7 separate regions of the Mus musculus genome follow, and all the other regions are linked to region 4. A link is a contact called in public ChIA-PET, HiChIP or PLAC-seq and Micro-C data. All regions are on one chromosome and are shown on one strand. The core of a region is the stretch at or near the end of the contact, and the rest is flanking DNA. Distances in the headings are between cores, read along the strand shown. Region 1 holds the start of Slit1 (slit guidance ligand 1). Region 2 overlaps Arhgap19 (Rho GTPase activating protein 19). Region 3 holds the start of Ccnj (cyclin J). Region 4 holds the start of Tm9sf3 (transmembrane 9 superfamily member 3). Region 5 overlaps Slit1 (slit guidance ligand 1). Region 6 overlaps Slit1 (slit guidance ligand 1). Region 7 overlaps Slit1 (slit guidance ligand 1).

The links. Hi-C and Micro-C count contacts between places; a contact is called where the count stands out from the background. ChIA-PET counts read pairs in DNA pulled down with a chosen protein or histone mark. HiChIP or PLAC-seq counts read pairs in DNA pulled down with a chosen protein or histone mark.
Region 1: a contact with region 4 is called in an H3K4me3 HiChIP or PLAC-seq map of stem cell-derived neural progenitor cells, with 4 times the contacts expected there. The contact joins the promoter of Slit1 here to the promoter of Tm9sf3 in region 4. A contact is called at or near these places in 6 of 39 promoter capture datasets (embryonic stem cells, hippocampal neurons, maxillary cranial neural crest and 2 more), 1 of 484 Hi-C or Micro-C datasets (nephron progenitors) and 16 of 115 datasets of contacts at active chromatin or transcription factors (the 230-238 cell line, acute myeloid leukemia, astrocytes and 10 more).
Region 2: an RNA polymerase II ChIA-PET map of effector CD8 T cells shows a contact between it and region 4, with 6 read pairs. The contact joins the enhancer-like site here to the promoter of Tm9sf3 in region 4. A contact is called at or near these places in 6 of 39 promoter capture datasets (the SN4741 cell line, cranial neural crest, hippocampal neurons and 3 more), 2 of 15 datasets of contacts at CTCF or cohesin (large pre-B cells and pro-B cells), 2 of 484 Hi-C or Micro-C datasets (cortical neurons and nephron progenitors), 25 of 115 datasets of contacts at active chromatin or transcription factors (DN3 thymocytes, the NIH/3T3 cell line, acute myeloid leukemia and 17 more) and 1 of 9 other capture datasets (embryonic stem cells).
Region 3: a contact with region 4 is called in a Micro-C map of embryonic stem cells, with 6 times the contacts expected there. The contact joins the promoter of Ccnj here to the promoter of Tm9sf3 in region 4. A contact is called at or near these places in 5 of 39 promoter capture datasets (the HPC-7 cell line, embryonic stem cells, liver and 2 more), 4 of 484 Hi-C or Micro-C datasets (the G1E-ER4 cell line, embryonic stem cells and muscle stem cells) and 5 of 115 datasets of contacts at active chromatin or transcription factors (the 230-238 cell line, astrocytes, embryonic stem cells and 2 more).
Region 5: an H3K4me3 HiChIP or PLAC-seq map of forebrain shows a contact between it and region 4, with 3 times the contacts expected there. The contact joins the enhancer-like site here to the promoter of Tm9sf3 in region 4. A contact is called at or near these places in 1 of 39 promoter capture datasets (embryonic stem cells), 10 of 115 datasets of contacts at active chromatin or transcription factors (embryonic stem cells, epiblast stem cells, forebrain and 4 more) and 1 of 9 other capture datasets (embryonic stem cells).
Region 6: a contact with region 4 is called in an H3K4me3 HiChIP or PLAC-seq map of the SCID.adh cell line, with 8 read pairs. The contact joins the enhancer-like site here to the promoter of Tm9sf3 in region 4. A contact is called at or near these places in 1 of 39 promoter capture datasets (embryonic stem cells), 9 of 115 datasets of contacts at active chromatin or transcription factors (the 230-238 cell line, the SCID.adh cell line, bone marrow-derived macrophages and 3 more) and 1 of 9 other capture datasets (embryonic stem cells).
Region 7: an H3K27ac HiChIP or PLAC-seq map of DN3 thymocytes shows a contact between it and region 4, with 4 times the contacts expected there. The contact joins the enhancer-like site here to the promoter of Tm9sf3 in region 4. A contact is called at or near these places in 3 of 39 promoter capture datasets (embryonic stem cells, hippocampal neurons and pre-B cells), 17 of 115 datasets of contacts at active chromatin or transcription factors (the 230-238 cell line, DN3 thymocytes, the SCID.adh cell line and 10 more) and 1 of 9 other capture datasets (embryonic stem cells).

The regions. Positions count from the first base shown.
Region 1 is chr19:41,741,854-41,745,774 of GRCm38.p6, forward strand. Slit1 (slit guidance ligand 1) reads right to left here and starts at 2,003. Exons shown (of 37, transcript NM_015748.3): 1 at 1,359-2,003. The coding sequence starts at 1,555.
Region 2 is chr19:41,766,914-41,770,640 of GRCm38.p6, forward strand. Arhgap19 (Rho GTPase activating protein 19) reads right to left here. Exons shown (of 12, transcript NM_027667.3): 12 at 1-3,283. The coding sequence ends at 3,273. Among named protein-coding and RNA genes, the nearest start is that of Gm19424, 22 kb to the left of the region's middle. Within about 2 kb of position 2,003, at least 22 of the 459 cell types and tissues checked have an H3K27ac peak or open chromatin away from gene starts, as enhancers often do. A contact at or near this core is called in effector CD8 T cells, where this site is marked.
Region 3 is chr19:40,829,685-40,833,869 of GRCm38.p6, forward strand. It overlaps Ccnj (cyclin J), which reads left to right and starts at 1,595. Exons shown (of 6, transcript NM_172839.4): 1 at 1,595-1,758; 2 at 2,295-2,404. The coding sequence starts at 2,336. Cc2d2b (coiled-coil and C2 domain containing 2B) reads left to right here. Exons shown (of 35, transcript NM_001376940.1): 35 at 1-94.
Region 4 is chr19:41,261,106-41,265,312 of GRCm38.p6, forward strand. It overlaps Tm9sf3 (transmembrane 9 superfamily member 3), which reads right to left and starts at 2,899. Exons shown (of 15, transcript NM_133352.2): 1 at 2,654-2,899. The coding sequence starts at 2,749.
Region 5 is chr19:41,677,876-41,681,628 of GRCm38.p6, forward strand. All of the region lies in intron 4 of Slit1 (slit guidance ligand 1), which reads right to left. Among named protein-coding and RNA genes, the nearest start is that of Gm34116, 11 kb to the right of the region's middle. Within about 2 kb of position 1,321, at least 17 of the 459 cell types and tissues checked have an H3K27ac peak or open chromatin away from gene starts, as enhancers often do. A contact at or near this core is called in forebrain, where this site is marked.
Region 6 is chr19:41,723,759-41,727,672 of GRCm38.p6, forward strand. It overlaps Slit1 (slit guidance ligand 1), which reads right to left. Exons shown (of 37, transcript NM_015748.3): 3 at 3,312-3,383. Among named protein-coding and RNA genes, the nearest start is that of Slit1, 18 kb to the right of the region's middle. Within about 2 kb of position 1,438, at least 41 of the 459 cell types and tissues checked have an H3K27ac peak or open chromatin away from gene starts, as enhancers often do. A contact at or near this core is called in the SCID.adh cell line, where this site is marked.
Region 7 is chr19:41,647,880-41,651,704 of GRCm38.p6, forward strand. Slit1 (slit guidance ligand 1) reads right to left here. Exons shown (of 37, transcript NM_015748.3): 6 at 3,752-3,823; 7 at 3,276-3,347; 8 at 2,798-2,961; 9 at 1,533-1,680; 10 at 1,106-1,177; 11 at 637-708. Among named protein-coding and RNA genes, the nearest start is that of Gm34116, 41 kb to the right of the region's middle. Within about 2 kb of position 1,737, at least 12 of the 459 cell types and tissues checked have an H3K27ac peak or open chromatin away from gene starts, as enhancers often do. A contact at or near this core is called in DN3 thymocytes, where this site is marked.

The DNA of each region.
Region 1 (3,921 bases), core at 753-3,252, 480 kb after region 4:
CACACACACACACACACACACACACACACACACACACACACACGCCAGTTCCCAACTAGATTGCATGCAGATTGCAAATTCTCTGAAACTGTCACGGGAATGTCTCAAACCCAGCCAAGAAAGAGTCTGGGGCAAGCATGTACTCACTAATTGCTGGCCTCGGTACAGAAGTTCAGAGTTTGATGTAGGCAACAGCTCTCCCCGGGGTTTGCCTCTGGCCAGCTGAGACTCATGAAAGTATGCTCCTGAGTTATCAAAATATGTATACCTTTTCTGACGCTCACTGTAGTCACCCAGGAGTGTGGAAAGAAAGAGGAGCATGGTTTCAAAGAAGCCACTAACCTTCCCCAAAGTATCAAAAAAAAAAAAAAATCCCCTGGTACAGTCACCTCTGAAAGTGTACAAAGGCCCTGTGTGTGACTAAAAATCCACTCGCACGACCCGCAGACCCCCCGGACTCACACTGCCGTGGTATCCTTAGGTGCCGGAATTTCACACCGACCACATTTGGCAGGAAAAGAGAAAATGTATCACACACGCTCCACCGTGCTCATGAGGCAGGTCTGGAAAGGGTGGAGTTACCTCAAAATCCAGAAGTACAAGAGAACAAGAGGGAAGGAAGGGTGGTTTTTATGACTTGTCACTGTCAATGTCTCCAACCTTATGTCCCAGTCCGAGCTCCTGGCCTCTAGTATCATCCCTGAGCTCGCAGTCCAGGACTCCTCTCACCCTGTAAGGGTTCCGATGTCATATTCCCCAAAACCCAAACCAAAGGCCCTCGGGTCCCATTGTCTGTCTGCCTGGGCTCAGGATGAAGACTGAAGGAGAGGGTAGGTTGCTTACACCTTCAAGGGAAGACTTATCCAGGCTCTGGGACCAAACAATGGGTAGAATAGGTGCTCAGAAACTTCTGGTCCGTGGCAGCGAGCCCTCAGAGCCCAAATCCACCTGCCCACTCAGAACCCAGCAAACCCCATGTGTCCAAAAGGAGACACCGTGCCTGGAGTCTGTGGGAAGCTGTTCTCCTAGGTGCCAGGAAGGCTCCAGGTACCCTAGAGGAATAAAGTGCTGTACAGTGGGAAGGACCTGTCACAGCGGAGAGCAGAGATCGCAAGGGGCAGGTGTGAGGAAGGGCTGAGGATGCTTCCAGGGCCCTTTGAATCTGGCACCTGCAAATGCGCTCCTGGTTTCTGGTTTCCTAAAAACCTACCAAGGCACTGACTCCTCTACTGGCGACGGAGCCCAACGGTCTAGCGCCCCCCACCCGATTCCGGTCCCTCTGATCCGTCAGGGTGGGAGAGCAACCAGGGGTCGAGGGGGTGGAGGGACTCCCAGTGGACGGGCGGATCCGTACTCACAGGCGCTCGGTGTTCCGTGGGATGTTCTTGGGGATGGCCTGCAAACCCGTGCCGTGGCAGTCCACCGTAGTGCCGGTGCAGGTGCAGAGGGCGGGGCACGCCGTGGCCCCCAGGCGCCACGCGGCTGCCCACAGCAGCAGCCACAGCTCCGGTCGGCTCAACCCCGAAGAGGACCCGCGCTGGGGCGTTAGCGCCATGGTGCCTTCGCCGTGTCCCGTTCGCGTGCCAGACGGCCGCAGCCGCTGACCATCCCCGTCCGGGGCTAGCTCCAGGTGCTATCCCCACCGAAGGACCGAAGAGCCGGTGGAATCGTGCGATGCGCCCTTGCGGATCGAGTGGTACCTAGATGCTCCCAGCGACAGCGTCTGTGCGTAGACCCAGGAAAGGCGTCTTAAGCGGAGGGCGCTCAGCTCCTCTCCCAGTGCTCGCTGCCGGCGTCTCCCTCTCCCTCCAGCTCCCAACTGACTGCTGTGAGGAGGAAAATGGGCAGGCCCCGCGCGCGCGCACACACACACACCTCGCGCGCGCGCGCACACACACACACACACATACACACTCACACCCGCACGCTCGCTCACACCCGGCAGTCATCCATCAATCGAAAAGCACACTTCCAGGGCCAGACTCCTTCCCGCCCTCCCCCCCAAGCACGGACCACCGCCCGCCTCCTCCCCACCACTTCTCTGCTGCTACAGAGGTCCAGCCGCTGGCATACAGTTTCAAAGGTGCAACCTCCCAGGCGCCAAGGGCTGCGGGGGCCCGGGGAAGGGGGCTTACAGACTGGACCTGCTCTGTAAGCTACACACACACACACACACACACACACACACACTGCAATGATGTGTACATTTAGACCAGTCACTTCAGTACCCTCAGCTACTAGGGCAGAGGAGCAAAAAGATTTTTTTTCCCTACACCTTCCCTTCCCTGGGACCACAGACTTCCCCAATGGCTGAAGAGGTCACCGGGCCCCACCAACTTCCTTTGTCAACTGTTGGTGAGGCTTCTTGTACCAGATGGCCTCTCCAAGCTGTCTTTCCTTGCCCAGCCTGGGACCTTGAGGGAAGAGACTTGAGAGAATATAAAAGCCTCAGGCCAGGTTAGTCTTCTCCCTCAACACATACTCTCCCTAAAGGCAGAACCCAACCTCTTCCGGGAACAGAAGCCAGCCAGCTGGGATGACAGGAGTCCTGACAGGACTTTGTAAGTCCGGAGGGGAGGTGTTTTCTACACAAGCCTCTCTACTGGTATACCAATAGGAAGCCACCTTGGAAATCCAGCAACTAGCCTCTCCACATCTGGCAGGTGGAAACAGAAGAAAAGGAATATTTGGTCCTCTCAAAAGGCCAGAGTGGAGAGAACACAGAACCTGTTTAGAAGAAAAAAACACCACCCAGTCAACTGGTACCTGAATAGGACCTCGGGCCTCACAGCCCCATGGGCAAGGAATTTTCTTATTCTGACAGAGTTGGGGATGTGGGTGTGAATAGGAAATCCAGTGAGGGACAGAATTCCCTCCAACCCCAGAAAAGAAAGCACCTCCCCCAAAACGGACAGCTGTGGCTCTCTGGGTCTCTAAAGAGCTGAGCTCCGGATGTGAGGGAGATCTGGCTGAGACATCTGTCATCCCATTGATCAACAGGGTTGATCTGGTGATCTGAGTGTCACTGTGGGTGTCCCCTTCCTCCTATTCCACACCATGTGCATCCCTTCCAAAGCTTTGCACTCAAAGAGAAGGACTTCCCCCCCCCCCCCCCCCCCCCCGATAAAGATGGCTCTGTCGAGCATTCCTCTGTTGGAAACTCCACGCAAGCTTTGGAGTTCGTGTTGAGCTGAGCTCCGGGAGTCAGGGCCCTATGTGCAGATAACAACTGGGCATCAGAAGTAGCTCAGATGGTCAAGAGTCAAAAGCCCCCCTAGTGGAGCTACTGCAGGGTCCCCCTTCTTGGGGGGAGGGGGGAGCAGAACCTAAGCCCAGCAATGACGGCAGTTTGTCACAGTGGTGAGATACTGAAGTCACCACACGATTAGAGGCGTGGGACTCACCTGGAACCATTGGATGCTTGGTTGTTTTCCCTCTGGATCAGACTCTTCCAGTTACTTTACCATATACTGCATAAGGCCCTGTGGTCAGCATGGCACACTTGAATGTCTGACTCCATTCAAGACAAGCCCTGGACCACACTTCTGATCAGAGCACAGTCTCTACATCCCAGCTCTATCTCTTGAAGACAAATTTGGTAACTTGGGGAGGGAGCTTTCTCTGCCAGTCCTTACAGTGTGATATCAAGAGCTTCTATCACTGGGATCTAAATATAAAAGGGCCACTTGCCTCTTTTCCCAGAAAGCCAGCCTGTCCTCTAAGGACTTTTCCCCCCCTCCCCCTCCCATCCCCCAGCACTAGGAAATCCTCACACTTTAGTGTCGTAATTGTCTATTCCTCAATAGTTGAAGCTGTTCACACTGGTGTTCCTTCCCTGACACCCCACTAGCAAAGTGCCACCCCTTTGCGTCCCTCACTTCCTCCTCTGGCACCAACCCCAGCATTTGGCACTTAGTAGGC
Region 2 (3,727 bases), core at 753-3,252, 500 kb after region 4:
AGCACTCAGGTTATTATTTATCCTCCATCTCCTCACTGCCCTACCTCCACACAGCTTTCAGCACTGGCTGCCTAGTAAAGCCAGCTTTTTGACAGGGAGTCTGACATCAGGCTACCAGGACTAAGGTCACTCAAAACCTTCATCTTAGGAAGCCAGATTCTCTGCAAACTCTGGGACAGTCCTGCTGGTTTAGATCTGGACCCTCACTTCAGTCTGAAGACTTTAGAGTGTAGGAGAGCAGGGATGATGCTGTCTCCAGAGGAAAGGATGTCACAGAAAAGAGACCTCAGCACACAACCTGCCAGTCAGCATCCTGTGCTGCCTCATCCCCCAGGGTGTTTCCTCATCACTCCTGACTGACTCTGGGAGGACCTTCAGAGTATAGCACATGCTGTGTGGAGGGACCACTGTGGGTTCCCTCAGGCCCCATCAGCTGTGCTTCTAGAATGTTCCAGCACTTGGTTCTAACCAATACTGTCTCCCACCTGTGCCCTACACAGTGCATGTGACATGGGGAATGGGGGGACAGGGCGGGGGCGGGTTCAAACCTGATCACTGGTCTCAGTGAGAAAATCCACTTCTGTGGAACGTCAGAGAAAGGGCCCACAGCCTCTATTCATTTACCTAGTGCAGATACAGATCAGATAGGATCTGTCTCTTCATAGTTGGCAACAATAACCACCAGATGACACTTTGACACAACATCAAAGCCTATGACGATTAACCCAGAAAGAAAAGAAAGGTTCTGTCACAAAGACTACGCCAACATGGAAAATAAATATAATAAAAACCCTTAAGACACAGGTCAGCTAGGCAGTGACTACACTCACGCCTTTAATCCCAGCCCTGGGGAGGCAGAGGCAGGAAAACTCTGAGTTCGAGGCCAGCCTGGTCTACAGAGTGAGTTCCAGGACAGCCAGGACCACAGAGAAACCCTGTCTCAAACAAACATTAGTTAAAAACATTAGTTAAATACTGGCTCAAAACAGCAACTGTACGCCTTGTCAGAAGGACGGCAGCAACCTTCTGTGACGACGATGGAGCTTCTGTCTGCGTTTCCAAGAAGATACCACAGGTTACAAAGCCACATGTTACAAGACTCAAAAGGTTATGCTTTTCCTCAAGTCTATTCTGCACTGGATCACAGCTTCTACAAGAAAAAATGACCTAAAATACCCTTACAGCAAGTAATGACTATCCAATAAATAAATGAAATCCACATTCCCAAATGCACGTGGTAACTCACTGCCCAAGAGGCCAGCCACAGAGAGCAAGCGCATGGGGCACCTCTCTCTCACCCAGACCATCCCTGGGCATCGCTTCCCTCTACCCACACTAGGCTCCTCAGTCCCGCGCTCTCTCTTTCTTGCTCACAGAGTGTGTAACTCCTGGCTGCATCAAGGCACTGCTTGGCTTGCATCCCTGCATAGTGCTACATTCCAGCATGGTGGGGTACACTGAAAGCAGGCTCCATGCTGAGGAGAACATCTCTGATTTGCTAACACAAAGGAGGTTTCTGTTTGACCTCACTATATACCTGGCATAAGAAATATATTTCAAAAAGAAAAGAACCTTTTTCTTAGTAACAACATCACCAGAAAGAGTCAGAAACCTAGACAAATGAATTTGCTAATAAAGATCCTTAAGGATGACCTAAAACTGCTTTAGAGAATGGAACTTAAAATCCACTATAGATCACACACCTCCATGCTCCCAAACTATCCAGCTAGAAGGGAAAACATCACATTTCCTTCAGCACTGCTGTTACAGCAATGAAACAGTGTAGGATGGAAGAGAGGGCCGACAGATAGACAACATCAGCCTTCATCTCAACAATAACACAAGTTCAACTGTCTATCATCAGTGTGGAACCGTATTTTGCTGGGTATCTGGTTCCCCACAGTAGGGTGAGCATGGTTTCACAGTTAGTTCCACAGAGCCAGGCCCATACCTCAGCATCCGCAACTGCCACCTGCGGCTCAGGAGACAGTGGCTCTCCACGCTCCACCACTTCCTGTACCCATCCAGACAAGGAGATGGGCAGGAAGCAACTGTTCTAGACTACGGGGACACATAACAACTGCTCCCTCTGGGGACCCTGCAGAGACTGCCACTCGTGCCTTTCCTGATGCCAACCTGCTCTCAGGAGACAGGTGAGCAGCACATTTGATCCCTAGGAATGAGTGACAGCATCCTACCCAAGCCAACCAGCCCCTCGGCCTGCTTCTGTTTTCACCACATGCACACTGCAGCAAGCTCCTCTAAGTAGCAGATCATGACATTTCCAAAGTGACAGTAACCAGGCACAGAGTGTATCAGTGGCACCAGCCATGTTCTAGGTGAGAGGATGATAATGAAAGAAGCAAGGTAACAACCACACAGCCATCTCACATCACAAAGGTAACAACCACACAGCCATCTCACATCACCAAGGTAACAACCACACAGCCATCTCACATCACCAAGGTAACAAACACACAGCCATCTCACATCACCAAGGTAACAACCACACAGCCATCTCACATCACCAAGGTAACAACCACACAGCCATCTCACATCACCAAGGTAACAACCACACAGCCATCTCACATCATAAGGGGAAGACAGGGGTATGGGGTGCAGCTTAATAACTGAGATGTGTTAAATACACTGTACTGACCTCTTTCTCATTGCCAGGTCAAGTCCTCTATATTAGACACAAGAAATAATAGATTGTCTAGGAAAGCTGTAAGTTCTTTGAACACAAAGATAAAGAGATTACTCAAGCTTAAAATAAAAAGGGGTCAAAAGCATTTAACTTGTAATTCGCTTAATTATCAAAATAATGGCTTCTAAAACAAGCAGTTACTGACACAGAGGAAAGCCTCAAATACCAGTTGGAAATAATAATACTCCACTAAGACCTACAGTACTTTTAAAAATATTACTAACAATTAACACAAAATATCCTGTTTGAAGAAACCAACCGACCTAAGCACACTGAGTAGGTGTGGCTGGCCCTGCCTACCTGCTGCACTGTGTAAGCTGGGGCAGGCACTAGTGGCTTCTGACATTAAAAACAAACACGGAGCACAGCACTTCCACAGACGCACAGCTTCAGAGACATCCAGTGAGGGGGTTAGAGGTATCAGTCGGGTCAGGGTATGAGTTGGCTTTCACAAGTCAAAATGCAGCAAGCAGCTGCAGGTCCAAGCTTCACTGAGAAGAGAAATAACACTTGTCCCACTGAAGAGAAACTTCACTGTAGAGGACAGAAGTAATAAAGAGAGCCTTCAAAAGAATCCTAGGTTAAAAGAGAAACAAGACAATTAGACATGCTTTAAAACTTTCTTTTTTTTAATACCCACCAAAAGCCACAAAATCTACACTTAGTGTTCTCTCCAAATTTACGATGAAATAATTTGAGAGTGTGACTCTACCAAGTAAACATTGTCTGCGCCGCTTGTCTAACCCAGTTTGTTATGTCTTCTTACTGACTGTAACAGTCACCACTTAGTAGGGCGTGTGTGGTGATGGCTATTGCCCCAGGCCCTTGTGTCCATTTTCTCATTTGTCCTCACAGCTTCCCACCGCAGGGGTAGTACGCTGTCGTTTCACAGATGTGGAATCTGCAGCCCACAGAAACTCACCTGCCCCATCAGCTACTGCACACACACACACACACACACACACACACACACACACACTACAATAGAGAACTGACCCACGTCTAATGAGTACGGAGGTC
Region 3 (4,185 bases), core at 345-2,844, 430 kb before region 4:
GCTTCCCTATCATAAAACGTCGGCCTATCCACCTATCTAGCCTTTCACTTTGTTTGCCTTACAGCACTTGTTACCGTGTGGTATGGATTTATCTTTCATTTATTATGACTTTTCTCTTCCCAGTAGAATGTAAACTGTGGGAACACAGAGTTGAAGTGCCTTCTGCCCAGCTCACTCTAAAGGGATGAAAAAAATAGTAAGACCGAAATTCCTTTTAGGAATGTAGACTCTAGAGAGACCACCAGAGACATACACAGGCATGAACAAGGATGAATACTGGCATCTTATAAAGAGCCATCTAAGTCTAGAATAATACATGATTTCTGAACCGGTCTCTCCCGGCAAACAACGTGTTCAAAGTAGACTGTAGGACAACCTGCTTATTACAGGATCGCATAGGCAATTATAGTCTGTGACCCACTTTTCTGAAAAGGTTCTTAAGAAAGGCCTGGACCCTAAATCATTTGGAAGCCAAAAGCTGCTTAGTAGTCGTGAATTGGAAACTGAGTACTACTTAAATACCATAAATGACATGGAAATTTTAGCCAGATAACGTCCTTTCCCTCTACTAGTAGTCTCTTCCCGAAATGCACCGGGCTAGGCTGGGTTCTGCCAATTTTCACGTGCATGCTTCCAGTTTCTTCCCATCATTTCCTGAACCCCTGCTCTCCCCAGGCATTGTATAACACTGTCACACAGGGGTCTGCAGCAGCCCTTCCGGGATGGATGCAAATACCAGGGTGATAAGCCATGCTCCCGAAGTGTGCACTCATCCTTTTCTGTACTAGCCCTTTGTCACTCTTCCTCTTTCTAAACAAAATATTCAAAGTAAGGGGTGAGGTCTCATGATTTATGTTTAAATATTGAAGGAAGTCGCTTTACAGTCTCTGGAAAATTGAGGGAACCCATCTACTTCTTTTGGGGTGGTCCTCCAGACACTCTCAAATACAACTGATGGGGTTTCTGTTACATTTCCAGCCCCAGCCAATCGCCTCAATTGACGCTGGAGTGTTCCCACCGTTTAGGGTCTCTTCCTTGACCACCACAGATGGTCAATTACATCCATTATGGATCTGACAAGCCAGGTTGCTAAAGATGTCAATTCCAGTCGCAACTCGCGCGAATCGCCGAAGTGAAAGCAACAAGAAGAGCTGAGTTAGAAGAGCTAAAAGGAGTACTGGGTTTAGAGGGGAGACTGGAGCAGAACTCGACAACCAAAGCGCCTTAGGGACTGGTAAGAGCTAAAGCCCATTCGGAAGGCTTAGGGTAGGGGGAGGATCCCGGAGAGCAGCCCCTCGGAAGTGAGACAGCGGGCCAGATCCGCGCTGCCAAGTTTTAATCCCGGGGCTGAGACATCGCATCTTTCTTTGCCAGCACCCGGGACCCATCAAAGATTCTCTGCAGGTGAGCGGCCCTCGGGCGCCGACAGACCGCGGAGGCTGCAGAGCGAGACCGCCCGGCACCGGGCAGGGGCCCGGGAGACGGAGTAGCACCTGGCTCGGCCCGGCCGCCGATTGGACGGCGAGGCGCGACCCCGCTGTATCGCGAGAGCCGATTGGCAGCGCGGGGCGGCCCGTGCCCCGGCGCTGGCTTTGTACGGCGAGCCGCCTGCCGGTCCTTTAACAATGGGCGGCGCGAGCGCCCGGGTGCTGGGCCCTAGCTGAGGCGGGGGCTTCGCGGCCGACGGTCCGCGGCATGAACGCTGCCGGCGCCCCGTGCACGCCGGCCGGGCTGGGGCTCTGAGGGCCGCGGTTCCGGGTAAGAAACCGCGTGGGCCGGGCAGGCCTGCGGGAGCGCAGCGAGGCGAGGGGAAGCGAGGCGCGGAGCACGGCCGCCCGCCCGGCCTTTTGTTTGCCGCTCCGGGTCCGCGCTGCGGCGGGCGCACCGCAGACCCCCAGGGTGGTGGAGCGTGCGGGGCTGTCGGCGCGGACCTGGTGTCGCGCGCTGGTCACTCTCCATTCCGGCGACGTTCTGACAATGTCAGGGCTCCCGCGCCTAAGTGCAGGCGGCTGAGGTCGAACCCAGAACTCGGAGAGCCCGAGGTGGGCCGTCCCGCCCGGAGCTTTCAGAGCTCGCACCTTTCTGCAGTTCTTGCAGCGGGCGATTGCAGACGACTGGGTAGATCAGGCCTTGCTGGCGTTGGAAGATGGCTCGGGGTCGGGTCAGGTGAAGAGGAGCAGCCGCACGGGGTGACCTGAGATCGCATCCCTGGAGGAGGGGGCGCGGAGGATCGCGGGGGGACTGGGGGGGGGGGGAGTTGCTGGCCGTGACCGCGTCTGGGGCGTGTCTTCCAGACTGAAGTTGCGGCGTCTGGCCGGGCGCACCTCCGGCTTCCATGGAGCTGGAGGGGCAGTGGTGGCGAGGACAGCTGGCTGCGGATATTCACCAGGCGCTTCGGTACAAGGTAACTCCCGAGACCCGACTTTCCCCATCCCGGCTCTTGTGCTTCCTGGAAAGGCCAGTCAGGTTCTTTACTCTCTACCTTCCAGGCCAGAGAAGGCGAGTTTGCTCATTTGTCAAAGTTAATTAACTTCTTCCTTCCCTGGGCTGCATCCGAAGAACCTGTAAATGTGGAGAAGACTGGGGCGTGGTAGTTGGGAGAAGGAAGGTGGATGGTGTTCCGATGTTGCCAGGTCGACCATGGGTGTGTGTGTGTGTGTGTGTGTCTGTCTGTCTGTCTGTCTGTGTCTGTGTGTGAGTGAACAGCCCTCCTTGTTTCGTACATGCTGTTGCATGAAGCTGGTGTAAGCCCTGTACATAACTCAGTTCTCCAACCTTTCCCCAAACCTGCTCTGAGACTTCGGACAACTTAATTTTCTCTTTCTCAGTTTCCTCGTCTGTAAAAGGAGAAATAACAACGACAGAACGTCCTTATGGGGTGATTGTGAAATCTGTTAAGTATGTACTGTGCAGGAACTTAGAACAGTGTAAGAGCTATGTGATAACTTACTGTTCCTTGGTCCTTCAAATCCAGGCTATACAAAAAGCCTTAAGGTGGAGGGAGCTATTCCTTGGTAATGTCAAGTGTAGAAAATAGACACAATGTTCTTAATAGTCATGGGGGGGGGGGAACCTACTCCTTTTGGACCAAAGCCTGGGTATTCTAACTAATGATTATAGGATGGATGTTATAAGTCAGATATATGCGATAGCCCTGCTTCTCTGACAGCCAGAGGGAAGACCCAGAATGATCAACTTAACTCAGTTTCACCTTGGATGAAAACTGGGAAAGGATCGAAACAGCTGACTCTTTAATAAGATCCTGTAGCTTGAGCCTTAGGGATTTTTCAATGATAATAGGTTTATATCTGGTGTATATGACCAAATTAAGCAGATTAGGACATGGAATCTTGGCTTAAGTTGTTAAAATTGCACCCCCAGCTTGAAATTTCCAAAAGTTCTTTAATAGTCCTGGCATTCAGTCTCTTACTCTGAGTACATCCCAGACCCCTATGAGATTGCTCTACATAAATGTTCCAACTACGGAAAGGTTCTTTGGAATGTTAGAGGGAAAAGTCCCAATTCACTTTGAATTTTGGGGAGGTATATTTGGATTTTTCTAAGTGTCAGTCTTTTTATCTTTCTAGTGTGTAGCAAAACTAGTTACTTGGTTTAAATGGTAATGGTACTTTGAGTGTGGGGGTGGGGCTGACAGTTTAAAGATTTTTTTTTCATGATGATCCCTGTGACTTTTAGTTCTAATACTTCATATGTAGGTAGTTTTAATCATAAAGAATTGACTGAATTAGTTTTACAGGTGATCTTAGACGTAGAATTTTCTTTCTTTCTTAAGTTAGAGTTTGTTGGCATGCTTATGTAGTCTCTGAAGGAGTTAGGGAATAAGGCAGCCCTGTAGTCAGGTGGATGTTGGGGATTACTTCTGAAGCCTGTCTCAGGCCACCTGTTGCAAACTACTTGGGGTTGCCTTTATGTTGTCTTTAAGCTCTCTGTAGACGACGGTCCTGATGTCTGGCAATAGTAACATAGAGGATTTACATTAATGTGTAGGACTTGAACTTTACAGCTGGAGAGATCACTATTTGTAGTGCACTGGAGTCAAGGAAGTTAAATAAACTTTTCTCATTAAAGATGCTAAAGTCAGCTATTAATCGGTGGTTTGATCCTTTGCTTGTGCAGCCTGCTTAGTACTTAGCATATTGGAGGTGTTAGAGCAGTAACTAGTGT
Region 4 (4,207 bases), core at 1,649-4,148:
TCTGTTGGGGTGCATCATTCTCCTGCCATGGTTATTTATTTTAGGGTGCTATGATGTAAAACTGAGGTCTTGCACATGTTAGGAAAGCACACCACAACCAAGCTACTTCTCTGCCCTCCCTGTTATCAACATACACTTAATGTCAGTTAATATATGGAAAACCACACAGGACCTGGCACATACTGTTTCAAGTCATATTAGTATTCCTTCAGTAAGGTCTTGGCAGAAAATGGTCTAAAGGGCAAGCTTTAGCTCCTGCAATTTGTTCTTTAATTAATAACTCAACACCACAAGTGGTTTTTTAAACATCACTCAGCAATCTTCCCTCGACAACTTGTCTCCTCCTTCTGTATCATTCTCTCTTCACTAGCTACTCTGCCTTCTTGGAAGAAAAGAAAAAAGAAGTCACTTGATTAGAGCCCTATTATCTGGCCAAGGTGAAGACCTAGGTTTCAAGAAATAGTTCTAAGAAACTTAGAAGTAAAGGATCTGTTTCAATGTACACGTGCACTGACTCCTACTCTCCCGCTTCAGTGCGGCAACCATCGCACACGTGCCGTGTCTTCACACCGCATCCTTTTGGGATAAGAGTGGAGTGCAGAGATACGGCCGTGCACAGCATCTGCAAAGCCATGGGCTCTATCTCCAATGTGTGTGTGTGGGGGGGGGGGGGGAAGAACGGACCAGTTTCCTTTTATTAAATATTTTATGTACATAAAAATTAAAACATTCCAGGTGTAGCCAGATGTGGTGGGGCACACCTTCAATCCCAGCACTCTGGAGGCAGAGGCAGGTGGATCTCAGAATTCAAGGCCAGCCTGGTCTAAAGAACAAGTTCCAGGACAGCCAGGGCTACACAGAGGAAACCCTGTTTCAAAAAAAGAAGTGTTCCATTCAGTGGTGGAATATGTACATACCACACAGAATGGCCTGAGTTCAATCCCCAGAACTGAATGAATGAATGAACGAATGAAGTAACTAAATATGGCATTCCTAACAATAAAATTTCACTGAACTGGGGGCTGGAGAGATAGCTCAAGCAGTTAAGACCTAACTTTGGTTCCCAGTATTCACACTGGGTAGCTTACAACTTTCTGTCACTCTAGTTCCAGGGGATCTGACACCCTCTTCTAAGATACTCAGAATATACATGATACACATACTACATTCATGCTGGCAAAACTGACACATAGAATAAAAATAAATAAGCTTTAAAATTTTTCTCATTGAAACTGCCATGCACAAAACTTGTGGATTATGCTAGTTTTGTACACTTACAACTGATTATATTATAAACTAAGTCTTCCCTCTTAGTAGCAGTATAAAATAGAAAGTTCAAAAAGTAGAACATAAATTTCTGTCTATATGGTCGATCTAAAACTAACAACAAGTTCCAGATTTTACATGGAAACTCAACTGTTAAAAAAAAAAAAAAAAGGCAAATACTATTTAAACTACTATACTTGCTGAAATTTAAAGGAAACCAAAAATATCTTAGAGAAAATTCACAAGTGTCGCAGAAAAAAAGTTACTGATTCAACGTTTCTCTGGAAAAAAAAACTCGCATACACATGCAATTAGATTCTAGCAGTGACTGAAAATACAACAGCCTAATTTAGAGTTTTTAATTGGCTAATCAAAACAAAGTTTTGTTCACTACAAACAAAATCTAACGTCTGCCCCTTAAAAGCAGCGTACTCCCATTTTGTCACCGATCAGCTACAGCCAAACGTTCTCCACATATTTTAAATTTAGTAAATACACAACTACTCGGGCAAAAAAAAAAAAATCACAATACAGATAAAAACCTTGAAACAATCTCCAATTTGCCAAGCAATCTTCTAGGTTTATCAGACTTTCCACACTTCCCCGCGTCTACCATTCTGAATAAAAAAATAAATAAGTGAATTCCACAGCGTTACAGCTCTAGGTGAAAGTCACTCCAAGAGTCATTAATAGGCGAGCTTTGATGTGAAGATACAATTAAATAAACCGCCAATCAACTTCAGGCCAAAAGCAAAAGTGAGTGGGGGTGTGGCCTGAGGGCTGGGTGACACAAGGGCAGAGCTGTCCCAGTTAGGGACCGACCACCCGAACAGGGCGTCCTCTGGGCACTCACGGAGCGCGGAGAAAGTTGCAAGGGAGTCCTGGGGACCGAGTGCGTGCAGGGTGAAGACGTGTCCGCGTGTAAACCGTTCACACCTCCACTTCCCTAAAGCTGTCCCCACCCCACGGTTTAAATCCGGTTCGGGCGAGAGGGAGAGAGAAGGGTAGGAAGAGGCCGGAGCCCTGCGCGAAGCGATGGGTATTTCCTGGTTGGCAAGCGCCTGGATCACCACGCATCCATCCTCCGCCGTGCTGTGTGCACAGCGTCCAGTTTCCCGGGTCCAGAGCCCGCTCCGGGCCGATCCCCGGGCAGCAGCCCCGAGAGGCGGAGCTGCGGAGCAAGGCCCAGGCAGCCCCGAGTGCTCGGAAATGCCTCCTCCCAGCTCCCGCGGATCCGGCCCCGCCATGCCCGACCGGAAGGAGCGCTCGGGCGGCCGCGGGGCTGCACCGGGCCCCCCGGGCCTTCGGACCACGCCGGGTCTGGCGGGGCGGCAGGCTTGGGAGCGGGGCTGGGGCGGGGGCGGCCGCGCGGCTCGCTTCGCCTCACCGTGTGTTCGTGCTCGTCAGACCGAGCCCGGGGCAGCAGCAGCAACAACAACGCGGCGGCCGCCGCCACGCCAGGAGCGCCCGGCAGCGGCCTCATCCTCCGCGCTCCCACAGGCCGGGCGCCGGCCCACCGACTCCTCCTCCGCCGCCGCCGCCGATTCACATCCACCGGGCGCGGACAGACGCACGGGGCCCGGGCACAGCCGCTGCCTCCGCCGCCGTCACCGCCCGCTCCGCGCCGCCCCCGCCCCCCGGCCTCCGAGCCTCTTCCTCTGACTCAGCCACGTCATCCGGCCACCCCGGCACACGCCGGAAGTCCTCCCGACGCGGGGCCGCAACCGTCGCCGGCCGTGGGGCGCCGGCGCGCGCAGGCCGCGGGGTTGAAGGGTTCCGAGTCGCCGCTGCTGTGCTGCTTGCTCAGCCTCGGCCTGGACCTGGGCCTGGGCCCTTGCGCGCCCGGCTGCGGGCGGGCTGGGGTGACATCGGCTCAGGCGCCTAGCTCGCCACGGCGTGCGTGAACACCCCTTCCCTCTAACCTCGGGCTCCGCAAGCTTCTTTATGGACGATGATTATTAAACTTGGACAGGGTCGGTTGGGTGTTTAAACATCACCGTGTACTGTTTATAGACTTCTATGCAATCAAGAGATCTGGGCTAAGTTGACATTCTTGTTCATCTGCCTACGTATTGTTTTTCTCAGCCTCAATCATAAATGTGTCCGGAAGTTCCTCAGCACTCCAATCACTTGATCTCATATTCTGTATCTGAGCCGGTAGTAATAAGGAGCTAAGTTTGGTATCTTACTCTTGTAAGCCCCAGCATTCGGGAAGCTGGACTGATTGTTGTTTATTGCATACTTGCTTGGGTTACAGCGTGAGACAAAAGAAGAAAAGAAAACAAAACGAAATAATCGGGTCATAGCGGTGCAGGCATGTAATCCCGGCACCAGGACCGCAGAGGCAGAATTGCAGAAAGATTGGAGCCAACCTTATCTACAGGCTCAGTACCAAGCCTGCCAGGCTACGTAGCAAGGCCCCATCTCAAACCAAAACGTACTACGGACTCAGAAATGATCAGAAGGACACTTCTCTAAATGTGGGACTTAGAGGAAGATTGTCTCATCCATCCGTATCAGGCAGGTTTTGGTATTTGGTCGTGTAATACCTCACAGCCAATATTCTATACCACCATACTGTGCAGAAGTCTGAAGAAGACCCCACTACCAATCTTCCTTCCCTGTCCATTCCCAAGGAGTACCAACATGATTTCCTACCAAGAAATCAAATTATGTCTTTTTTGTCCAAAACACATCTTGAATAGTTAGAACTCATAGTGGAATCATCAGTAATGGTTTCATCTGCCAGGCACTCTGATACTCACACAGACCCTATGCAACAGGTACCTTTAGTGTGTCCACTTACAGAAAAGTGACAGATGCACAGGTTGGGTGACTTGCTGAAAGACTAGACCCAGTTTGCTTCTTTAGTTTGTTAACTGCTAATGTATTACCAACCAGACAGCTCTTTAAAAGGTGAATTAGATGTGCTCTCATTGGC
Region 5 (3,753 bases), core at 71-2,570, 420 kb after region 4:
GCCAGAGAAGCCAGCTGTGGTAGCACGTGGCTTTAATCCAGCACTCAGGGGGCAGAGGCAGGCACATCAGGGCTTCCAGATCCTGTATCGAAAATAAACAAACAAATAAACAAATCAACGCCTTTAATCCCAGCACTCAGGAGGCAGAGGCAGACGGATTTCTGAGTTCGAGGCCAGCCTAGTCTACAAAGTGAGTTCCAGGACAGCCAGGGCTAGACAGAGAAACCCTGTCTCGAAAAAAAATAAATAAATAAAAGAAATCTAAAAAAATAAACAAATCAAATCAAGGGAAGTATGAGTTGAGTGCAAAGCTCTCCACCCTGCCTGCCTGGGTTTTTGTCCTTGCCCTGTCACTTCCTTCATTACTCTAACCCACCTTTCTACCTCTTCACTGCTTAGGTCCCCGTTTCCTCATCTGTAAAATGGGAAAACAACATAACTAAGGGCGGCCGAAATAGGTTCCCTGACCCAGCTCTCAACTACTGTAACAAACCTGAGTTTTGGTGGTTCTGTTTTATGGTTTTCAGACAGGGTTTCACTACACAACCCTGTCGGTCTTGGAAATGGTGCCGACCAGGTGTATGCTGAGTTTAAAGCATGCACCACCACACCCAGACAGTTTTTCTGTCTTTAAAGCATTCTCTTGTTCCACCAAATTTAAAGTCCAGGCCCGGAGTCTCACTCCTGACCATGTCCCTAGCCCATGACTCAAACCTGTCTCCTCAGTGGCCGCAGGGGGACAACCTCTCTACAGGGTTATCTCGAAAGATCTGAAGCACCCTTGGGTGGTTTGGGGATGCAGAGCCTCGCACTGAGCCCCGAAGTCCTGGATTCCAGTGTGGTCCAAAATCAAGTGGGGGACCAAGGACAAGTTTCTCTACCTTCCTGGGTCTCGCTGTCTGAAAAGTGGAATTGACAATATTAAATTCACAGGCAGGCTTCAAGGAATCTGGGAGGGGGAGAAGGTCTTTAAAGAGCGGACGCACGGTCATCTCCAGAGGGACACGCTGACCTGTTTCAAGGCTCAGAGGCTGGCTTTGCTGCGAGTAACAGCTCCTGTACTTTGAAGCCACTTGTAGCCTCATCTGCTCCCTGAGGCTAAAGAAGAAAGCAAGGCAGAAGACAGAAGTGCCTCCCTCCTACTTGGCTGGACAGACGGAGGTTCTAGAAACATCCCTGCGGGAACCTTCCAGCGAGGTGCCGGGCCCCACCGCCCCGGTGCTCCCAGCTCGCTGCAGCTGATTCCCACTCTGACTGTGTTCCACTCACCCTGTCAGGCAGAGAGGGCGGGATGAAAGGATGGAGCTGGGAAATTAACATTTCAAAGTAAATATCGGGTGCCTGCAGCCCTGCGCCTCCAGGGCTGGCTTGTGTGGTGGAGCCCACACGGAGGAGGATGGAGGATAGATCAGCATGTGCCACCCTGAGGCTCCTGGGTCTGATCAATCAGCTCTCGGTTCCCTTCTGCCACACGTTAAAGAGAAACATCGCTGACAAGCCCCTCTGTTTCCGCAGTCTGGCTTCCTGGTATCAGCCAAGCCAGAGTCAGGCACGAGTTTGTGCCCCCTTGCTTCATAGGCACCACCGGGAACTTCAGTTCCTTCATCGGACTCAACCTGCCTACCCAAGCAGGACTAAGGACAGACTGTAGCCTCCCCAGGAATCCTGGACGAGGGTGGGAAATCTACGTTCATTGCTTCACTGTGCCTATAACCTGCCCGGATTCTCATCTAGACCCTCTGCCAGATGCCACTGAGTTAGATTTTACTTTTAAAATATTCATTTTTTATTGGCTCCCTTTCTGCCTGCCAGGAATCACTCCAGACAATTCTCCATATGCACAGAGAATTCCACAGCCAGTGGCCACCCAGAGGGGCCAGCCTGGCACAGGATGCACAGTGGAAACAGAGACCATGACAGACTCTCTTTTTAGCCCCAACACCATGGGGGGTGGGGGAGAAGGATTTGCTAAGATCCTCTAAGCCTGAAGACACCCTTGCCCGTACCCTGCCCATATTCTCATTTAGTTCTTCCGCCAAACACCCCAGGAGTAGAGAGGCAGAGATATTCTCAAAACAACTGTCTACAGCCAGGAAATCTTCGAACTGTCAACAGGCATCCAAGGGGGAAATGGAACATTTGCATCATTCGTACATTCGTGAAAATGCAGCAGCCGTGTCCAAAGAATCTAGCTTCAAAAAAATCTGCTGGCTAGCAAGCTCACTCTCTCAGGGATAGGACCAACCACTGCAAAAAAGCCTGTCATGGTGACATCTGACCCCAAGCTTTGCAAACCACAATGAGACTCTTTAGTGCCAGGCTTTATCTTATCCTACTTACAATATTCTAGAAGAATCTACTTGTGGAGACAGTTTCCAAGCAGAAGAAAATACTGCAATATAGGAATATTGTGGTGGTTTGAATGAAAATGGCCCCCACAGGCCCATAAGGAGTGGCACTATTAGAAGGTGTGGCCTTGTTGGAGTAGGTGTGGCCTTGTTGGAGTAGGTGTGGTCTGTTGGAGTGGGTGTGGCCTTATTGGAGTAGGTGTGGCCTGTTGGAGTAGGTGTGGTCTGTTGGAGTGGGTGTGGTCTGTTGGAGTAGGTGTGGTCTGTTGGAGTGGGTGTGGCCTGTTGGTGTGGCCTTGTCTGAGTAGCTATGGTCTTGTTGGAGGAAGTGTGTCACTGGGAGTGGGCTTTAAGGGTTCAAATGCTCAAGCCAGGCTCCTCTCTTTCCCTGCTGCCTCTCTAGCACCATGTCTGCCCGTGTGCTGCCATGCTTCCTGCCATGATGATGAATTGACTAAGTCTCTGAACAGTTAAGCCAGCTGCAATTAAATTAAATATAGTAATACTTTTATAAAGGAATGTTTTCCTTTATAAAAGTTGCTGTGGTCATGGTGTCTCTTCATAGCAATAGAAACCTTAACTAAGACAAATATGTTATAATAAAACAACACACAAAACCACGCTGAATTCCGAAAAGAAAAAAGAAATAGAGCTACAAAGAAATGTGCCAGATTTGGTTTCTTTTATTCAAAAATTTGAAAATAAGCAATTTGGGCCAGAGAGATGGTTCAACCAAGCCTATCTGAATTCAATCCCAGATCCCACACGGTGGAGAGAACCCCCCCACCCCAGGCTATGGCACACACATACTCGCAGAATAAATTAAAATGTAAGGAAAAATTTAAAGAGAAAAGGCACAGTTTAAACTAATATTACACACACACATGTGATAATATTACAGAAGAGATGGGAGGTAACCCCAGATCTCACAGGCTCTCACTGCTGAGGCTGGGGCTTAGGTTGAAGGGCACTGGGCCTGCCAACAGAGTCATAACATACTGGATTCACAATTCCTCATTTCATCATTATCATTCCATTAACATATGCCTCAAGACACATTATAAAATATCTTTTATATTATCAAAATTTCACTTCTCTTGAGGCTGGGGATATAGCTGTGGCCAAGCGCCTGCCTAGCCCATACATACACGGCCCGGGGACTCATCACCTACACCACACACACAAAATAAAAAATTATTTTCATGAAGGCTCATCATAATATTGGTAAGGACATTTGCAGGCAGAAAGGGGCTGGCACTCGGGGGACTGTTGAAGCCAAGTGGCTCTGCCAGCTGAGAGTCTGGGTTATTGAAAACCAGAGACAAACGAGCGACAATAATCACAGCATTGCCGTGGGCCCACCACGCCATTGGCACACTCCAGCTCTACATGGATGGCTCTAAAT
Region 6 (3,914 bases), core at 188-2,687, 460 kb after region 4:
CTATCCCCAGTCCAATAAATTAATCCAGTATTTACACTGCCTCGTAATTGCTAGGTTTCGTTTTGTTTTGTTTTCCCCCCAAGACTTTCTCATTTTTCTGCCTTCAGTTTTTGAAAACATTAAGAAGGGGGAAGAGAAGGGAATTCAACAACTAATTTAAAGTGGAAAAAAAAATCAAAGAACACTCAAGCTCAGAGAGAAGAGAGCAGCCGAGGGCTCCTGCCACTCTTCGTCTTTCTCAACTCTGTGCACCAGGACAGATGCTTCTAGATGTCACCTCATAGGATGGAAGCAGAGTAAAGTATGGGCCTTCTCCTCTCAAAGGTGACAATAACATTCTCATCCGAGCACACACCTTCCTCCCTGCAGCAACCCACCATCTGTGGGAAATGTTTGATGCCACCATCTTGCCATATAGCTTGGCTCTTACCAGGTACCCAAGGTTAGCTTGCTGACATCATGGAGTTGCCCTCTTGAGAGTTGAGGCATATTGTGATGACAAGATGGGAAAAGGTTAACCTGAGCTAAGCCGTGCAGGCTTCTGAGGCTCGCCCTTCCACAGCTCCCATCCCAGCTCACATCCCCAGTAACTGACTGCCCGGGGAACTGAGCATGCTCCGTGACCTCTGTCCAGCAGGCTAGCCCAGACTTAGACCTGTGACCAGCAGGGCTTCACACTCCTGCCTCTGTATCTGCTTTTCCTAACTGCTTGTGAGAGAAGCAGCTATGTCTCCTCTCAACCTTGTTTACACCACAGGTTCTTACAAACAGGGTTACACAATTCAATCAATTTCATTCACAAATAAATGAAATGCCACTGGGAAGAGAGTCATCTATATGAAAATTATGTTGGCTGCTTTGGAGAGATCTTAGAAAGAAGGAAAAAAAAAAGGAAAGCTGCCAACTGAAGAGCTGTTGAATTCAGTAAAAAGATTTAATTCTTCACCCAAATTGCTTCCAAGGTGCTGAAAAAAAAAATCTCATTCTACCTTCAAGAAACCCAAATTAAAAAAAAAATCACACAAGGTTTATGTGTGTGGTTTGGATGAATAAAGCCATAGAAAACGCCAGTCACTATCTCATACCAAAAGGAATAGACGAATTCTTAGGGGTGAGGCTGGGAAAGGGGCCAATAAATGTACATTTCCATTTTAATTGAAAACGCTATATTCACAGACTGAGTGTTTCTATTCTGACTCCCCACTCCCACCCGCTTTCACAAACAGATTCCCCTGGTCTCCCACAAACCGGAGCAGATATCTGGCCACTGCACTGGCTGCTCACTGTGTATACCTGACACCCTGAGGTGACCCAGGCCAGGGCTGAAAGCAGACAGAAGGGACAAGGTCTGCAGAGACAAGTCCATGACTGGGAAAGGAAGCCCCTGCCAGGCCTCAGGTGGCAGCTGCGGTTACCACAGGCCATGCCTCCTCAAGCCTAGACCCCGCCCACCTCCTCTCCAGGTCACGCCTCCTCAAGCTTAGACCCCTTTCACCTCCTCTCCAGGCCACGCCTCCTCAAGCTTAGACCCCCCGCCCACCTCCTCTTCTCCAAGGCCTGGAAAAAAACAGAGGGGAGGTGGAATGGAGTAGATCCCAAGTCAACCCAGCAGAGCCAGATATCTTATTGTAAGAGTTATAAAGAAAGCAAACACAGAAATGAACATCTGGCCTAGCCCTGGATGGCTGACTGCTCAGTTTAAGGCCTGGGGGGAGGGGAGAGGCTTCTGAGCTGCAAAAAGACAATGAGACAAACACGCCCCTTTCTATTAGTTTAATGCTTTGTTTTCTTTAACCTAAAAATGAAAGGAGAGAGATTAATTAGGTCCGACTCATTAGTAGTCTAAGCCTTGAAGGCAAAATAATCTAATCTCCTCCTTTGCAATTGTGGCTTAGCCTCTAGATACCTAGGTCTACACACCTCATCTGTGGAACTGCTTGGGGTAGAGTTATCTCAGGGTTAGGTGACATACCACAGGGCCAAGGGCTCCACATAGCATCTGGCAGCAAAATATGCTCAGTAATTGCTATAGAAATTCATTGTGATAGCATCAATGGGGGGGGATAGAGGGGGGAGGGAGGGAAGGAGGGAGAGAGAGAGAGAGAGAGAGAGAGAGAGAGAGAGAGAGAGAGAGAGAGAGAGAGAGAGAGAGAACACAAAGCTGAAGTAGCCCCGTTGTCTCATCTCTTGGTATATGCTCACCTTTTCTCCTCTACTACTGTGTGCTTGCTTGTCTGTCTGTCTGCCCTCTCCCTCCCCCCTCCCCCTCCCCCTCTCCTCCCTCTCCCTCCCCCTCCCCTCTCCCTCCCCATCTCCCTCTCCCTCCCCCTCCCCCTCCCTCTCTCTGTGTCTGCTTCTGTCTCTGTGTCTTTCCCTATCTCTGTCTGTCTGTCTCTCTTTCTGTGTCTCTCTCTGTCTCTGCCTGTCTGTCTCTCTCTACACACACACACACAGTCTTCACTTCCTGTCTTTCCTGCCTCATTCGTGCTGTGATCACACCCCAGTGATATCAATGGTGTTTCAGTTTTGATCGTATCTTATTAGCCACCCAAATGGCTATTTCTAAAATTGTGATAATTTGCAAAATACATACAGAAATATGAATTTCTAGCCATTGTTTTGGTCAGATCCTTGGCATGAAATGACCTTTCTGGTCGAAGAACATGAACTTTGGGACTCTCCCACTTAACATCTGCATCTATACCATTTTTGCTGGACCAGATAGGCGACCACCATAAAGAGACATGAGCTAACCCCCGTCTTCACCCACCAGATCCTTTTTCCTTTTCATGATCACCAAGGTGAGATGTAGACAGTTCGCCAAGACCCAGTTTCAAAACTGAAAGCTCCACTCAGGAGCAAGCCACACAGTCCCTGAGCTCTGAGTGCTCCTCTACTTCCTCACCGCTGTCCTGTGCTCCTGCGCCTAAGACAGCAAGCCTCAGGTGGGGGGAGGGAGCCTCAGGTGAGAGGGGAGCCTCGGGTGGGGGGGCGCTCCCCCCTGGCTCTCCCTCAGGAGCAATGACTTCGTTTATGAACACATCAGTCAATGAATGGCAGCCATACCTCAGGAGAGGAGCACAGAAGGAACCCCAGTTGTGTGACCTTTGCCCCCACATGTTTTTAGGGACCAGCAGCAGGCCTGCCCGGAGGGTGGGAAAAGATGTTGGTTTCCATTTTTCTCTTGATTACCATCTCACCATGCACTCTCAGGCAGGGTGAGGCTGGGGTCCCCTCCCTAAGCACCCCCAGATCTTAGATCAGCCCGCTGATATCCTCTCTGTCAACTCCCGTACCCTCCCCATACTCACAGGCGCTCTAGCTCCTTCATGTCATCAAAAGCTCCGCGTTCCACAGCTCCGATCTGGTTCTCCATCAGCTGCCTGGGAAGCAAAGAGACAGAATAGCTACAGGATGCTAAACAAGGGTTCCTAGGAACCACTGGAAAAGGGAAGAACCCCAAAGAACTTTGCCAGGGCAATGTGGGCTGGGGGACGGGGGAAGGCGCGAGATGAAGGGGCAGAGGGAGCCATGCCCAGGTCCTACATAGATCAGCTGAAATGGTCACAACTTCACAAATTTCCCCAACTCAGGTCCCTCAGCAAGCCCTGCCTTGCAGAGCGGCACAGTGCCAATGGTTACAGCTATACTTGAAGAAGGTGCTAGTGGGTACACTCTGTGCTTTGGTCCAGAGCATACATCTAAGAGACGTAGCCAACATGGCGGTAGAAAGCCGTACCAACTGGGCAGAGTCCACAAATATATGCCTCAGTGGCCAGACAACACCCCCACTGTCTGCATCACATTCTGCCTAGGCCTGTCTGCTGAAGAAAGGAGTGGGGTGCCCGGGCCAACCAACCACCTGGCTCCATGGGACTCTGCATCTTCACCCACCCCTTCCCAACATGCTCTGC
Region 7 (3,825 bases), core at 487-2,986, 390 kb after region 4:
GTGCTGGAAGCTGCAGGGTAGAGATGGAGAAGAGGGGAAACCTGGGCAGAAAGATGAGGCCAGGGCTGGCTATGGTGGAAACAGACAACATGAGATTCGTGTGTTTGATCCCAGCATGCAGTTTCCTAGAGAGTTGAAAGCTGGCCTTGACCCCAGGAGTGACAGGGATGCATTGAAATGGACCTTTGGTCTCTTCTACACTGACATGAGATCCAATGAGAAGTAACTGTATTCATATCTCACAGGAGAAAAAACAAAACAAAACGAAACCCCTATAGGCTACCCAAGGTCTGATCATCTCCGCGGTGCCAGTGCGTGCTCAGGCTGTCATGCACAGCTGTGGGGGCTGCACACTGCACAACTTCATGTGCACCATCCACAGCCGGCGGTACCTATCATCTTGGACTCTCTCTCCTCCACAAGAAGGCATGCATAGAAGCTGGGAGCTGGGAGCTGGGAGCCTGGAGCCTCCTGTCTTCCCTAACAGTGAGCTGTCCAGTTCATTCTGCTTGCCGGGGCGGCTAGGCCGTGCAATCGTGTGTCTGTGCTACCCAGTGCCTGAGAGCATCGCAGGGCTCTGAACCATCAGGAGCTTGGCCTGCTACAAAGCCCACCAGACTTGGGCGTTCTACTCACAGGGAATTCAAGGAGCGCAGGCCTTGGAAGGCGTCGGGTGCAATCTCTGCAATCTGGTTGTTGCTCAGGTCTCTGCAAGGGGAGCAGAGAGAAGATGGCTGCCCCAAGGCTGCAAACCTGGTCTCCCAACCACATGGGGGAGGGAGGCTCTTAAAAACTAAAAAGGCCAGCTGCCCACTCAGGCAAACACCCACAGGCTACTTTTTCTCCATCCCAGGGCTCTAAGGCCTTTTCACTGGCCTTCCATTGTCACGATAAAGTGACAAGCAGCTTCGAACATGAGCCAGGCTTGAACTTGGTTCCCAGGGCCTCACAGATACTCTGCCACCCCATATCCCAGACAACAGCCCCAGATGCAGGAAGGCCAGGCCGGGTCTGAGTCAAGGTCTGAGCCTAGGTTGTGAGACAGGTCTGGCCCCAGACTCTTCCTCCTGATAGCTGGAGACTGCCAGGAAAGGCCCGCACTCACATCCTGCGCAGCTTTCTGTAGGGAGAGAAGGCTCCGGGTGGGATGGATTTGATACCGTTCAACTCCAGGCGGCTGCAGGGAGAGGAAGATTGTGAGAAGACTGAGGGTCACCCTTAGCAACCAACTACTGGTCCCAGAAACCCCTTCCCCTGTGGGGCCAATGTTTGTTAAGGAGATGGACACATGCTGTGATTTGAGCCCCCAAATCCCAGCTTTCTGTGGCTGAAGGGACCCCATGGTGATGCTACAGTAAGAAACCCACGCTGGCAGCCCCAGCCGACTGGGTTGGGTGTGGACCTTGAAGGGATACCCTCTCCTTCGTGCTTGGGAGCTTTCCAGCCTTGTACAGGGAGCTCGAGAAACCTGGGAAAGCTGGGGTGCTACTTCCCATTGGCGGACAGAACAGCCTGCTTAGCCCTGCACTCACATCTCTGTCATGGTCTCTGGAAGGTTAGCAGGGATGGCAGTGAGGCCCTTGCCACGGCAGTCCACGATGCCGCTGCTACAGCTGCACATGGCTGGGCAGGAACCGGACGAGAGGGTGCAGGCAGGTGCTCCCGCAGCCTCCCCCTGGCCTGCAGAGACAGGAGGTGTGATGTCAGAGAGCCTCACATTGCCGCTCCCCTCCCCTCTCCAGATCGGCAGCTGGGAGAGCACAGGTGGCAGTCTGTGGAGGAGGCTCACTCATAGGAGCTCCCCAGGGGTGCAAGAACAAGAGAACACACTGAATGTCTGGGGTCCATGCAACTACAAGGACAGAGCTGACGGCTCTCGAAGCTGATTCAAGATCAGCTGGAAAATTCTATTCTAGAGTTCTGAAGCTCAAATCACCCAGCCTTCCGGATACAGGATCCTCTATCCATGGAAGCTGTTTATTGAGCTCTGCTCCACACAAGTCTCACATGAACCCTCCTGTACCACCATTGAAGGATCCTTCTAGCATCCATTCCCTGGTAGAAATTGACATGGCTCAATGACTAAGTATCAAAACCGGGGCCATGTCCACTGTGTGATGTCAGAACCCATGCTTTTAAACACAGGTATATAGTAACTTACACGAAACTCACCCTTTTAAATGCTCAGCTGATTGATATACTACCCAGATGCACTTTTAGCCCCAGAAAGGCCCCCCCTAGCCTCTTCCAGAAAGTCGAAAGTCGTTGCTACTCTTGAGATGCAGCACCTAAGATCCTGACTCTTGTTTGTGAAGTTCACTTTCCTGGCATCACTGGGAGGGTCTCCTCCCCTTATAAACTCTCCCTACTAATGGATGAACACTATTCCGCTTTGTGACGATAGCATCATTGGTATCTTCATTCCCCATAGGGGCCGAGTTCTGACGTTCCCACGCTGGAAGCCAAGGGAAGCAATCCACTAACACAGCTGTGGTGAAGCAGAGGGGGTGCCAGGAGGGGGAAGGAGGGAGGGGAGGAGCGGGAGTGACTGGTGTATGGAGCAGGAGAAGGCATGGGGTAGAGGGAGAGGGAACAGAGACTGGGACAGAAGGGGACAGACAGTGGAGGAACAGAGGGCACAGGGAAATCATGGGTGGGGGAGGGGAAGATGCCATAGACCAGAGGTGGTCGGCAGAAAGAAAGTGACAGTGAAATGACATTAGTGAGTTGTTGTGGGTGCTCATCATAAACAAGGGGGACGAGCCAGCAAGGGAAGGCCGAGGACACAGGCACCCACCTGAGCAGCTGAACTCGCCCTTTTGCACCTCTGCCACGTTGAGGCCCCGAAGGCTGGCGGGCCCAGAGCACTGGGTGAAGAGTCCGATGGTGGGCCTCTGTCTCAGCCACTGAGAGAGCCAGGCCAGGTGGCAGTCACAGAACAGGTGGTTGGAGTGCAGCCGGCTACAGGAGAACAGCAGCTCATGGATCCATCACCCATCTCCCCGAGCAGGAGTCCCAACTCAGGACTGCCCCTTCCCAGCTCCCTGCTCTCCCAGCCTGCTCTATGGCCTGGCATCATAGAGTTCCTTTGCCCAGATCACTCACCTCAACTCCAAGGACAAAACCAAGTCGTTTGTTGTCCAAGGAAAAACCAAGCACAAGGGACTTTGGGTGACTTTCAATTTCAAATCCCTGCCTACCCTGGCCGCCCCCTGGGCTGTGGAGGGCAGCCCCACCCACACCCACACCCTCTTCTCACTGCCCAGGTGACTCACAAGGTCCGAAGCTTGGGCATATGGTTGAAACTGGACACAGGGATGGTGGTGATGTTGTTGTTGTTCAGGGTCCTGAAAGGGACAGATGGACATATTTAACACCTGCCCAGCAGGGATTTACAGGAGACGTGTCTGCTCATATACAGCCTCTCATGCCAGCTGTGACATTTTACCTAGACGGGGGCCAGCCCTGCTCTGGGTATGGAGGTGGAGGGACAGCCCAGAGCTGAGCAGGTGACTGCACTCTTGTCACCTCTGCCTGGGGTTCTAAGTCTGGGAGGACAGTGTGCCAGAACTCAGAAGAGCCATAGGAGAAAGGCCAGTTTACACACACCCAGAAAAGCCACCTCTTAGCCTCCTGTTGGAAAGAAAACTGCCCAAACCTCCAGTTTGGGAGGACTATGAGCAGCTGAGGTGTGACCCTGACCTTGAACTGCATCAGCTCCCCACCCATGGCCACCCTGGGTTTTACTCACAGAACCTCCAGTCCCCGTAGGGCACGGAAGGCCCCTTCCTCGATGCAGCTGATCCGGTTCTTGTCCAGCTGTCT